3 separate regions of the Hordeum vulgare genome follow, and regions 2 and 3 are each linked to region 1. The links are chromatin contacts, called in public Hi-C maps. All regions are on one chromosome and are shown on one strand. Each heading gives the region's core, a stretch centred on a gene start, on an enhancer-like site or on the middle of the called end of the contact. The rest is flanking DNA. Distances are from core to core; before and after follow the strand shown.

Region 1 (3,995 bases), core at 1,404-3,903:
TCTGGAGCTTCGTCCCACCGGCGACCAGTGGCATGGTCGCCGCCGGCCCGGCCCTCTCCGCCTCCGCGCGCCGTCGTCAGTCCGTCTCCGGCCCGTCGCCTCCAAGCACCGTCGTCGGGCAGTCGCCGGCCCATCGCCTCCTTGCCCGTCGTCGGCGAGAAGGCACCTCCTCAGGACGGGAACGGATAAGCCAGGAAGAGGGTTATGTAAACATAAACGAAACGTTTTTTAACTTAAAAACTATTGCGGGTTGAATACCGAAAAAGTGAAGGGTGTTTTTGCAAAATGACCGCCGACGAACAGGCTTTATTATTAGAGGAGATTTGGCAATTTTCAGATATGGTTTGTGCCATTCAGATGGAGGCAGTCCATTTTCCAAAATTGAGAACGTCATGAACAAGCGTCATGTTGCAAATGCCCCAAAAAACCGGACTTCAGTACCAACAGAATTGACGCATTGCCATTGGATACACAGACAGAATGAGCATGAACTGAAAAACTGAATATCACACAGAATGAGCATGAAATACACAGAATGAGCATGAACTACGCATTGAATTATTCAGTAAGTTGATGCATTAACTAATCCAGCAATAACCTAGATTTACCACCATGTCCTCAGAAGAACTGGAACATAATAAAGTAAGCAAAGCCAAAAAAAAAAGATAGCCTGTCCAAACCAAAAGAATGTGTTGCTTGGTTGGTGTCAGGGAGCGACAACCACACTACAGTATCCCATCAACGTAAACACCCCTTCGATCCATGCTGCTTACTCCTCCTCGTCGTCGTCATCGTGGAACCGGAGATGCTTCCCCTCCGGTACCGGCAGCCCCCTCAGCAGCGCGCCGTGCTCCGCCGCCGCGTTCTCCACCTCCTTCGTCTCCACGATCTCGTCGTCGCTGTTGTAGACGAACCGGGTGTGCCTGCCCTCGAACGCCGGCAGCCCAACCTTCTTCTTCTCCTCCGCCTCGAGCACCGACATCTTGCACATCCCTTCGCACAGATCATCAAAGCACTCGCTATCATCATCGTCGTCTTCCCAGTCTTCCTCCTCCGTGTAGTACCCTTCTTCCAGCTCCTCCTCGGTATTGTACTCTTCTTTCAGCTCTCCCACGGCGTCAGCACCCGTCTCCTCCTCCTTCTCCGAGCTGACATTCACCTGGATGGACCAAACCGACGAGCTATCGTCGTCAGCTGACCTGTCGCTGCTGCTCACGTGGAATGTCAGGGATGATCCATTGGTGGACTGGTCCGATTTCCCTGGGGAGTCGTCGAACACCAGTGCACGGTTGGGCGGGGGATCAGCAATGGCCTGCACAAAAACAGCAGTGGCAACTCAGCCCAGATGCAACAATAAAGCTGACGGCACAAAAAAGAGGCATCGACATTCACAGCAGGCCAGATGCTGCAAATTGTGCAGACTAACGAAGCAAGAGTCTGCATCAAAATTTATGGAGTACTGTAGGAAAACTATAAACATCTTTGGTCTGCCTATCGTTAAGGGTACCATGTACTACCAGACTATGCTACTCAGAATTACTCTGTAAAATTAACCACTGTATTGACTTTAGTTAACGCAGCAAGAATTAACAAATTTCTGTAAAATTTCAATGGTTATCGCAGCCGAGTAAAACACAACGGAATCAGGCTATGCAAACACATTGTTAATTTTACAGAAACAGAAGCGCTATATTAGCGCAGCTCAACAAGTGACGATCAATACAGTACAATGCAAGGTTTGATCTTTGAGTTGTTGCACAGAGATAGCTAAACATAAGAAGCAAAGCAGAAATTGACAAAATCGATCTTTGAGTTGTTCACGGAGTTAAGGAGATCGGTACCTGCAGCTTAGGAATCAGTTCCTCCTGCTCCAGGACGCAGGGCAGCACGGCCCGGCCATCAGGCAGCGCGGACTCCACACGGCCGGCGGAATCGGCCCAGAGCTGCGGCGTGTTGAACGGGGTGGGCGCGAGGAGCTGTGCCGGCGACCTGGTGACGCCGAGCAGCGCGTGGATGCGGACTGGCCTGATGACGGCGGCGGCGGCAGCGCCCTCCTCGTCCACCTTCTGCAGCAGCGTCTTGACCTGGCCGCGCAGAAGCGCCTCGCCGGAGCCGGGCGTGCAGCGTGGCCTGGGGCGGTTCTTGGCGCCGGCGGTGGAGGCCTGTGGCGTCCTGTCGGCGGCGTGAACGAGGCCGCCCGCGGCGAGGCCGACGATGGGGGAGTCATTGGTGATGTCGTGCAGCGCGGCGCGCGGAGCGTCCCCTCCTCCCTTGGCGGCGGCCTTCTTGGATCTGCTGCAGGTCAGGTCCGCGGCGGCGGCGGCGCTCTTCTCTGCAGGGGGAGAATCGAATCCAAGAACTGCGGTCAGCGCAGGGATTTCCGAGTAGAAGCATCGCGACGGGATCCAGAAGCGATCTGGGAGGGAGCGAGGGAATTGCGGTCGATCAAGGGGGGAGGGGGGAGGAACTCACGGGCGGATGCGGCGGCGAGCGAGCGGGTGATCCTCCTGGAGGAGAGCGGCGTCTCCATCGTCGCTGGCGGGTTCTTGCGCGCGGAGACGACGAGACGGGGTCGTGCTTCACGTACGTCGCGGAGGCCGAGGAGCGCGAGGAGAGGAGAGGAGAGGATGGCGGCAGCGGCAGCAATCGGGGGATGGGGGAGGAGAGAGAGGGGAGGCGGCTTTAAAGGATTTGAACAACGCTCGGAGCCGGGGCTGGAGGAGAGTACAACGGTAACATGACCGTTGTCTCACGCGTCCGGAGAGAACGCGACTATAGTAGCCGTTGGTTTTGCCGTTGAAGAAGTCGCACGCGCGCTACGTGGGCCTGTAACCTACTAGAGGCCCAGCTCGTACGTTTCATCTACGGACGGATGTGCTTGTTCGGATGTTGTTTATGCTTACGTGTGGGCCACGTTGGACGTATGGTTCCACATAAGCTGTCAGAGGTGGGGGCTAGACGTCCGGACCGTGTTTTGTCATCTAATTCAGTTATGTATCTGTTTCTTAGCCATTTCGAACGCCTTTAAGTAAACAGAGGATGAGAGAAAGTTTTACGAGTGTGCGGACCGCTCTCGCGCGCATCTAACAACCCTACCCACCCAAACGCCTCTCCTTCGTGTGCGCCCTTTCCCGTTCGAAGTGGCCAGCACCGCTCTAAAGCGTTAGGGCCGCATTCATGCCGGCACAAAACGGACATGACCACTTGCTAGAGCCGGTATTGAAGCATTCCGCCGGCCGATAGCATTGCCCTCATCACTTCCCGATGCACATGCATGTTGTCTGCGTTCAAACAATAACCCCGGTCGTGCGCCTTCCTTCATTAATCATGTGTGGTTGCTGAGGACCTTACTCCGATGACACCCGTTCATCTGTGTGCCCGCCATCATTAACCACCTCGTCGGTTGTACTAGCATTCGCCCGCTATTTAAACGACATGCCCGACAACACTAGTATCTAGCTTCCTCCGCCCCTATCTCCTCTCGACACCACGCCCATTATGGCTTCCTAAGCTCCAAAGCTCTCTGGGACAACCTCTCGTCCGGACAAAAGAAAGAGATCATGGCCAATGCTATCGGCTAGTAGGCCGGTAGAAGAACATGGCTCCGAAGGCAGCGCATTGATACGTCCATTTTGCATCATGTTTTGCTATTCTTATTTATAGTGTTTTATGCATTATACCACTTTATGGAGTAATTTTAATGCTTTTTTCTCATAATATGCAATGTTTACACCAAGAGGGAGAATGCTGGCAGATGGAATTATGGACCTGGAAAAGCTACAACAGATATACCTATTCCGCATATCTCCAAATGGTTTGAAACTTCACGAGGATTTTTATGGAATTAATAAGAAAATATTGGAGGAAAGAAGTACCAGAGGAGGGCTGGCAGGTGGCCAATAGACACCAGGGCGTGCCAGCCCCCCTGGCGTGGCCTGGTGGGTAGTGGGCCACCCAACCCACTTCTCGCGACCTTCTTCTAGTATATATTCTCT
Region 2 (4,005 bases), core at 659-3,158, 270 kb after region 1:
GCCGTACATGTTGGTCTGGACACGCCAGCCGTGGCCGCGCCGGTTGCCCAGCAGCTCGAAGTCCAGCTCGTCGTGGTTCTTGGGGTACTCGTCCCAGTTCGATAGCTGCACGCACACGCACACGCACAAGTCAGTCTCACACCAGCACGAGAATGTTAAGTTTTCGATGGCACGAACAAGTCAGTTGTCTCACAGCAGCACCAAAATTTCTCGTACATAGAGATAAATATTTCGATCGGAAGAAGAAGAAATTTTGAGTCAATCAAACAGTTACCACAGAACTAGTCGTGCATGCATGTTAATCAAAGGGTGCATGCGTGAATCCTCGGTAACATTTTTTTTTCTCGTACGTACGTCAGTACGTGTTTGCTTTCTTCATTTCTGTTATGATTTTGGAAGACAAATAATGATCATAACTAAGATATGAATCGGTACTGTTGGGTTGTTTGGGCCAGATAGGGCAATCGATGGCCAAGATTTTTCTTAGCCCGTGAAAGCAAGCCATCGATGTCGACACAACCCACCATGTGAAGGTGCACCAGCCAGCGCCGAGCATAAATTTCCTTCTCCAAGTGAACAAAAAGAGATGGAATTAAAAAACCATCACACAGCCACACTAGCGTTTGTTCGGGCCGACTAGGGCAATAAAATCAATACTAACGATTTTCAGGCCAGAAAAGCTAGCCATCTAGCCATCGATATCGATGTCGACACATCCCACCAATGCAATGCAACCACCCGAGATGGATCGAGCTAGCTTAGACCGATAGATTACCCATGCTGCAGGGCAATTGGTCGACGTACGCACGCAAGATGATGGACGTCCATTTCTACACCACTAGCTTAGTATATGTCGCGCATATCTTCTTTTTCTTGGGCTGATGGCGGATGGGTGTTTCGTGTACGCCTACCTAGCTAGCAAGACGGGTGTTAGGGCGGTGCTTAAAGCGAAAGCGATCGATATGATGCCGACCGGTGTGCACTGCACCAATGGAAACGGAGGGGAAAGTAGATGGAATTTCTCCTCCCTTCCTGCCGCGTGGTAGCTGCACTTTCTCCGCCATATCGATGGACAAGAACGAGCAACACTTCACACAGTTCTACCCGGTCGACTGGGATACTGTTGGCGGACAAGCCAGCGGCGGAGAATTGTTCATGATCCGAGTGTGTTGTGGATCATAGATTAATTCGTAGCACATGCATGGTGAATCGATCTACCCTTGACCAGAGTGAGTAGACTTGGTCATGTCGAAATATCAAGTGACCCAGAACCAGGAGATCAATCAAACTGGAACAAGGGGGGCTAGGGTGGGGCCCGTACGTAGAAAGCGACGACGACGCCGGCGGTATAGTCGCCGGGCAGCTTAATGGAAGCGCCGAAGAAGCCATGGCGGTAGGCCGACTTTGACACGAACCCAGACCCTGCACCGTCAGTCATGCATGCTCCATCAGTACGTATGAATGATTTCCGGGTTCTCGATCGATCGGGCGATCAAATAACTGTCGAAAACCAAATTGATTTTGATCGCGATCGGGCGCGTAAACAGTTATCGGAAATACGTACTGTTCCATTGATTGAATTATTACTTACCGGTGTATCGGTCCAGCTTGAGCGTGACGCTCCGGCCGTCCGCCGACCGGACGAGGTTGTCGCCGCCGAAGAGAGGCGCGTACCCGGCGTCGAACGGCACCGGCGACGTGTCCAGCGCCGCGGCGGCGGCCGCGGCGAAGACCGCGAGAGCAGCCATGAGAAGAGCGCTGGCTGCTGCCATGGCAGCTCGATCGACGGAGCTCGATCCTGCTCGCGGGAGGCAGCCGCTGCTCTATCCTCTATGTGTGTTATGAATGTATTTCTGTCTCCGTGTGCTGCGCGCGCCAATATATATGCATGTCATCTTATGTTTCCTTTGTCGAGACGATGCGATTGGGTTCTGTTCCTTTTTGGCGGAGCCGCCAGCGGGGCTTAGCTAGCTAAGCTACGCCGACTTGTGGGCCCGGAGTATTACTACATCTCTATCGTTCTTTTTCCAAACGAAAAATAATACTAGTTATATTCTTTTACGTCTAATAATAGTTATATTTGACCAAACGAAAATGCACTAACTCTCATACGTACATCTCTGTCGTTCTTTTCCCCCAAAATTCATGTGACATCTATCCCGTAGTGAGTAAAAGCGGACAGCCTAATCTAGAGGATTCATTTGACGGCAAATGAATGGTCCAATCACTATTTGGAAAAGGCTTATAAGTGGGCTCGCCTTAGGCTGATTGTAATGGGGAGTATCATATAGTAGTATCATGCATATAATACTAGTGTATGATACTACACCCGTAATGCATAGTATCATATGTTAGTATCATAGGATCTATCATTTATTGTTATGCATGACACATAATAGCACACCATTTAATATGATACTCAACCCTCTCTTTCTTCATTTAGTTCTATGACACCTCATCAAAATTGCCTAGTTGACACCTATGATACTACCATTACGATCAACCTTAGTGATGGCACAATATATTGCCACTGATAATCTAACAAATTACCAATGTCCGACGAAAATCCCACCTGTCACTGTTATCTTTTTATCAGTGACGGACATTAGTTTACGCCTGCCATTAGTAACAGTTGTCTAAATTTATCGTGGGACAATTGATTACTACCGGCGGGTACAAAACCGTGCATTTCACTTCTACTTGAGTTATGTGGACATCAAAACAGTGTCGCGGTGATGGCTTCATCCTCTCGCCCGTCGCGTGCCTCCGGTCCTTCCTCTTGACCGACTCCTTTGTCCGATGTTCGGGCGTCAGCACCTTCTTCGGCTTCGGCGCGGCGGCCTTCCGGGAGGCACGAGGCTTGTCTTTGTCGGACGAGGCGAGGCCGACGGCGGCGTCGAGGTCGAGGTCGTCGTCCATGGCGGGTGTGGGGTGGGAGCGCGTGCGGGCGGGAGGGTTTTGGAAGGAAATGGTGGTGGATGCCACCGACTGACGGGCCCGGGGAGAGAAGTAGGCGCACGCGCGTCCGTCTCGTGTCCGCGCCGATGCAAATTTGGCTCAAAATTAAACTGGAAATGGGTCGTCAGACGGATGCCAAGCGGATGCGCGTCCGTTTGGATCGGCGCGTTGGGTCGACTTTGTGTCTGCGCCGACCCAAACAGGCGACGACGGATGAAATGGATCGTTCCACTGAAGTTGCTTTAAGAACACACCTCGTTGTTGATGAGCTTTTAGCGTGCTCAATATTCATACAATGACGTGGACAGATAATTTCGTACACTAATAAATCACATAGAATGAATGAGTTTTTTTTTACATTTTTGGCGTGAGAGAGGAAAAGACTGAGTGACACGTCACTATATACTTTGAGTTATTTATGCGCTGGTCTGACACGTCCCTATATACTTGGAAACAAGGATGTGACATGCATGACGTACGATCCTAAAATGCCACAACATTGCTCTTCTCCGCACCAGCCTCCACCGCTCGAAACTTCAGTGGCGGCATCTGCATTCGCTGCTTACAATATCTACCCGTCAATTAATTTAGTGCCGATGGATCATCAGTCAGTCATCCATGGTGGCGCCATGGCACGAGCACCAGGCCGTGCCCCGCGACGGCGACGGGAACGCATCAGACCGGGAGTGGATTGGTTGCGTAGGAAACTAAACCAAAAGCAGTGGCTGATGGCGAGACGTGATGATCAGACGGGATGGACGTGAACAGACCACCAACCAAAGTGCTTGCATCTCCGGCGCGTAGCTCGCTTGGATTGCGGGCGGCCTACAATATCCATTTTCGTACCGGCCTGCCTGTCTGCCGAGCAGAGCCAGTTAAAGAGACGGAGGAAACCGGACCAAAAAATATGTGTCCGTCGACCGACCGATAAGAATGTCAGCTGTACCTGGCGTCTTCTTCCTCCTCCTCCCGCGGTCCTACGCTAGCTACGCGCCCTGATTGCTGATCGACCCTCCTAGCGAACGAAAGCTGTGTGTATTTGTCGAC
Region 3 (4,488 bases), core at 1,849-4,348, 420 kb after region 1:
TCGCGCACACACTAGTATAAGATGTGCTCACCCACTCAATATCCCAACCACTTCAGGTGCTCTTGAAGGAATACGTGGGAGAATGAGCTAGAGTCAACATAGTCAAGAACCTCAACACAAGGGTTAAAGTACTCCAAGCTGCTGATTTGTCTACAAAAAATTCTACCATGCTCTATTTCAAGTGTGACAAAAATAGAATCCACCCTTTGTCCATTTGATGAATCACACAATACATAAAAAAATTACATTCACATAACAAAAACACAAGGTTGCACAAAATTCAGCTAACTAAAAATTAAGTAACATGAAGAAAAACCATTTAACTGAATAATTACAGTTAACTGAAGTTCTTGAGTTAAATACAGTAAAGTCAAATGATTCAGTTAACTAAAATTCTTTAGTTTACTACAACAATAAACTACAAACAAGTGCACATAATTCAGTTAACTACAGACAAGTGCATCGTTCATAAAAGTTCAGAAATTTGACCACAAGTTCAGAAAATCACATGACAACTACATCTCGAGGAGCACAAATGAACTAACTTTAACAAGAAACATACTTTTGACACTAGATTCACTCGCGAAATAAACTTATAAACCCCAACATCATAGACAGGATCATCTGTCCCAAACCCTAGATAGCATGCCACAGCCGAGCTCAAAATCGTCGACATAAACCCAAAATCTACAAGCCCTGAAATAGTCATACGAAATCAACACCACTAGACAAGATATACAACCTCGAATCAAGCTTGAATCGAACAGCGAAGCAGAGCGAGGCAGAGGAGAAGATGGCACACGGTAGTCCGGTGGGAAGGCACCGAACGACCGGACGAGATGAGCGGACCACAACGACTCCAATGGGAAGAACTCCGACGACAATGCTGCGGTTGGTGACATCATGTGCGGCCGATCGTCGCGGCACACCCATCGCCCCCGACAAGACACAACAACATGCGAGGAACGAACCAACCATACGCGAACGTTTGCTCCGACATATCAAATTCAGGTGGATAAGTATAGTTGGGGGACCGTAGGTGAAATGGATAAATTGACAGGTTTTTTTACGCAAAAGTTGCAGGCGACGACCGGCCCGTCCACCTGGCTGCCAGTGTGTGTGATTGACGTAGGACTAAATCATCACATACACACAGGACAAGTTATAGACAGCGGGGCCAAGTTTTACAAATTTTAAACCAAATCATGACATTCTCAGCGAGTTGTACTCTAAAAAGGACAAACAGACGGATGATTGCACCATTACATTAGCCAGTGCTCCAATTAATCCTCTGTCGCGGGTACTGCAGACAGTGTGAGACAAACGGCTAAATAGGCAAGTACTACTAACATCTATACACAGTCATCATCAGCGGCTCATCATGCATCATGCATCATGCATGTTCATCACACCCACACAAGACATATAAACCGGTGCAAATCGAGTCAGAAGGAATTGACACGTGGACGCAGGGGATGGCACGCGTACGCACCCGGGAAGTATCAGCTCGTGACTAAACTGCCTGATCCCTGATGATGTTACCGATCTGAGTGACGGGAGGGGATATAATTTTAGATTTAGATTTGGATGTAGAGGCCACGACAGCATGTCATCAGCAGTAAAAAGCCTAAAAAGGTCGTCACATGGATGAGCCTAGCCACCCAGGGCAGCACACACCACACCCATCACAGCTTTGCTTTGCTTTGCTTGGCCTTTTTCCCTTTCCGCTTTCGGCTCACGAGCTTCACACCCAGGATGCTGCGATGCCACCGCATGAGTGGAGTGGAGCTGAGGGGAGTAATTTTTTTTGCCGAGCATCGCAGGCAGGTGTATTCTGTTTTTGTCCCAGTTTTTAGTAAGTTGGTTTTGGTCGGTGAGAATCTGGTGACGGCCTACTCTGGTTGTTAACTTGTCCTGCCGGTGCCGGAGATGCTTCCACGGTCTTCTCATCCGATGCCGATCAAACGGGGCACAAAATGGCACGCGGCCGAAAGAGGGGGAGGAGCCCACGAGGCCACGAACCGAGCCGGCTGGCGGTTGGAGGTCTGGCCGTTGACGCAGCAACAAAGAAAGGAACAACACTAGTTTTATTTTTTTTTCTCTTAAAGAAAATACAAGGGGAGAGGAACAGCACGAGGGATCGGATGGCGCCTAACCCCCAACCGCGCAACCGGCCATGAAGCATCAGCCGCAAGCCCGTCGATCGCGGCCGTCCGCCCGGGACACGTTTCGGCATCCGGAGGCCCGGGGCGGTTGGGTCGGCCAAGTGGCGTCCGTTCCGTGGCATTAATCACGACGCAACAGAACGCAACGGAGCGGCGGGCGAGGACGACGTGACGCGGGGGTGCGATGACGGGATTGCCCCTCTCCTCTCTGGCTCTCTGGATGGATGGAGTAATGGTTGTGGGTGGTGAGGTGTGGTGGTTGCACTGTTCCAGGTGGTGCCGTGAGCCCAACAGCAGAGCCAAAGCCACAGCCACAGACCCTATGGGAATAGGATACCCATCATATATGCTCGCGCCCGTCCTTTCCCGGGGGTTGGGTTGGGCTGGCTCTCCGTGGCCAGGGAGGGGGTTGGTTCGGGACCAGCCACCTACCGTGGAAACCATCCACCGCTCCTACACCTACGATTATCATCATCCCTAAAATCACTTTTTTCAATCAAAACCACCAAAAGGTCAGTACTACTGCTTACAATGGTGAAAAAAAAAATGCATGGAAGTACTCTGCACAGCGGTCTGACACGGGCGGGCGCGACATGAGGCGACGACACGGCGGATTGATGACAAGTCGACGGAAAGGAAAAAAAAGAGAGGCGGAATTTACCAGTGTGATTTCGCGAGCACCTTTCCCTCCGGCCAACTGTCCGTCCCAGGTGGCGGTGGTAGGATAGTAAATGTCACATGCAGGTGAGGTGAGGTGAGCAACTAACCCCACCTCCCCTCCTCCCCCGTGTCACGCAGGCGGGAGGAGAAGGAAAAGTCCCACCAGAAAGAAAATAAAGACAATGGATGGGTATGGGCGAGGAGAAGGAGTGGAGGCCGGAGGCCCAGGGGCAGAACGGGGAGAGAGAGAGAGAGAGAGGGACGCGGTTCCGTTAGCGTCAGTTCCGGTGGAACCAACCAACCCAACGCCAACGCCGCTCCCATGGCATGACCTCGTCGCCTCCCTCTCCTCCAACTCCAACTCCAACTCCAACCCGACGCAAAAAAGAAAGGAAAGCGAAAATAAAGGAAGGGAGGGAGGGAGAAAAGCGTGGGCGACGGGTACAAGTGGGGCTCTCTCGTCTCCCTTCTCCGCGGTTTCCCCATATCACCCTCCCCACCTCCCCCCGCCCCTCCCCCACAGCCAGAGACCCGTTCCGTCCCGTCCCGTTCCCTTCCTCTTCCGGCGACCCGCTCCCCCGCCGGCAGCCCCCGCCGTGGGCCCCCCATTGCTGGCTGGCCCTCAATTGCTTGCGCCAGCTCCCCCGCCCCCGCCTGCCTAGCGCGGGAAAATAACCGACGGGAGGAGCGAGGGCCGCGCCGCGCCTCGCCTTGGCCCGGGAGGGATCCCCCACCGCCGCCCGCTCGCCCGCTCGCTCGTCAGGAGGGGAATGCGGGACCCGCGCCGCCGGGGAATTGTCTAGACGGGCCTCCGCGACCGCGCCCCGCCCCGCCGGAGTCATGGTGAGTCGCGAGATCTGCCGCCTCCCTCTGCAATTTCCGCTTCCGTCGCTCCCTCTTCCTTCGCGCCTTTTCTCCGTCCACTTCCGCCGCTGCTTTAATTAATGCGTGTTCGTGCCCGGTTACTGTTCGATTCCTCTCGTCTAGGCCTAGTATTCGAATTATCGCGTGGTTTTCCCGGTAGTAAATTCCGCCCCCCTCTCGCCGAGCAATTCATAGGTTCCGCCGCGAACCACGCCAATTGGGAGAATTGTTCCCAATTACTACCACTCTGGAATCCGCATCCGTCGTCGAATTGCTACTCGTGTGCCCTCTGTTTCCGCGTTCTCCGTGAATTCCGAGGCCGTCAATGTTGGAAAACCAGGAGGAACTAATTTTGTATGCCATCTCTTTGTTTTTTGGATTTGCTCATAGGTATCATCATCACTGCATGAGCTGTATTAATCTCGCCCCGTTAAGATTAGTATAGTGTAGATAGATTCGCTGCGTGAGAAGTCAAACACACCACCAGCTGCGCTTCTACCCCTATTTATTTTTCTTCCTTTTCCCCTATCCTTTGGGCTAATTACGATGCTCGTGCTAAATCACCACTACTAGTAGTACTCCAAGCCAAGTTAAGGCTGTCCTATTCCTTGCCGTGTGGGGTTGCATTCCATTGTTCGGCAACAAGGCAATGGCGGCATCTTCCTCCCTTTTTCCACAAGTTTCTACTCCAATGGCCGTGCCGCATGTGCGTAATTCTCCCTTTGACCAGGTCTACGAATTGCCCCTTTTCCTCCTCCTTTCTTCCCGCCGATTTTTCTACAGTATGTAGAACCTCTCT

The links. A called contact is a pair of places that touch in the nucleus more often than the background predicts.
Region 2: a contact with region 1 is called in a Hi-C map of leaf, with 2.4 times the contacts expected there. The contact joins the promoter of LOC123436594 here to the promoter of LOC123436610 in region 1. A contact is called at or near these places in 2 of 6 Hi-C or Micro-C datasets (both in leaf).
Region 3: a contact with region 1 is called in a Hi-C map of seedling, with 3 times the contacts expected there. The contact joins the promoter of LOC123436567 here to the promoter of LOC123436610 in region 1. A contact is called at or near these places in 2 of 6 Hi-C or Micro-C datasets (leaf and seedling).

Annotation. Positions count from the first base shown.
Region 1 is chr1H:358,674,003-358,677,997 of MorexV3_pseudomolecules_assembly, reverse strand. LOC123436610 reads right to left here and starts at 2,653. Exons shown (of 3, transcript XM_045115642.1): 1 at 2,473-2,653; 2 at 1,842-2,332; 3 at 537-1,312. The coding sequence starts at 2,530. The coding sequence ends at 770.
Region 2 is chr1H:358,402,587-358,406,591 of MorexV3_pseudomolecules_assembly, reverse strand. LOC123436594 (probable xyloglucan endotransglucosylase/hydrolase protein 28) reads right to left here and starts at 1,908. Exons shown (of 3, transcript XM_045115641.1): 1 at 1,592-1,908; 2 at 1,322-1,422; 3 at 1-105. The coding sequence starts at 1,772.
Region 3 is chr1H:358,252,678-358,257,165 of MorexV3_pseudomolecules_assembly, reverse strand. It overlaps LOC123436567 (lysine-specific demethylase JMJ706-like), which reads left to right and starts at 3,098. Exons shown (of 11, transcript XM_045115640.1): 1 at 3,098-3,668. The coding sequence starts at 3,666. It overlaps LOC123436583 (a long non-coding RNA gene), which reads right to left and starts at 3,075. Exons shown (of 2, transcript XR_006627804.1): 1 at 2,827-3,075; 2 at 1,610-2,651.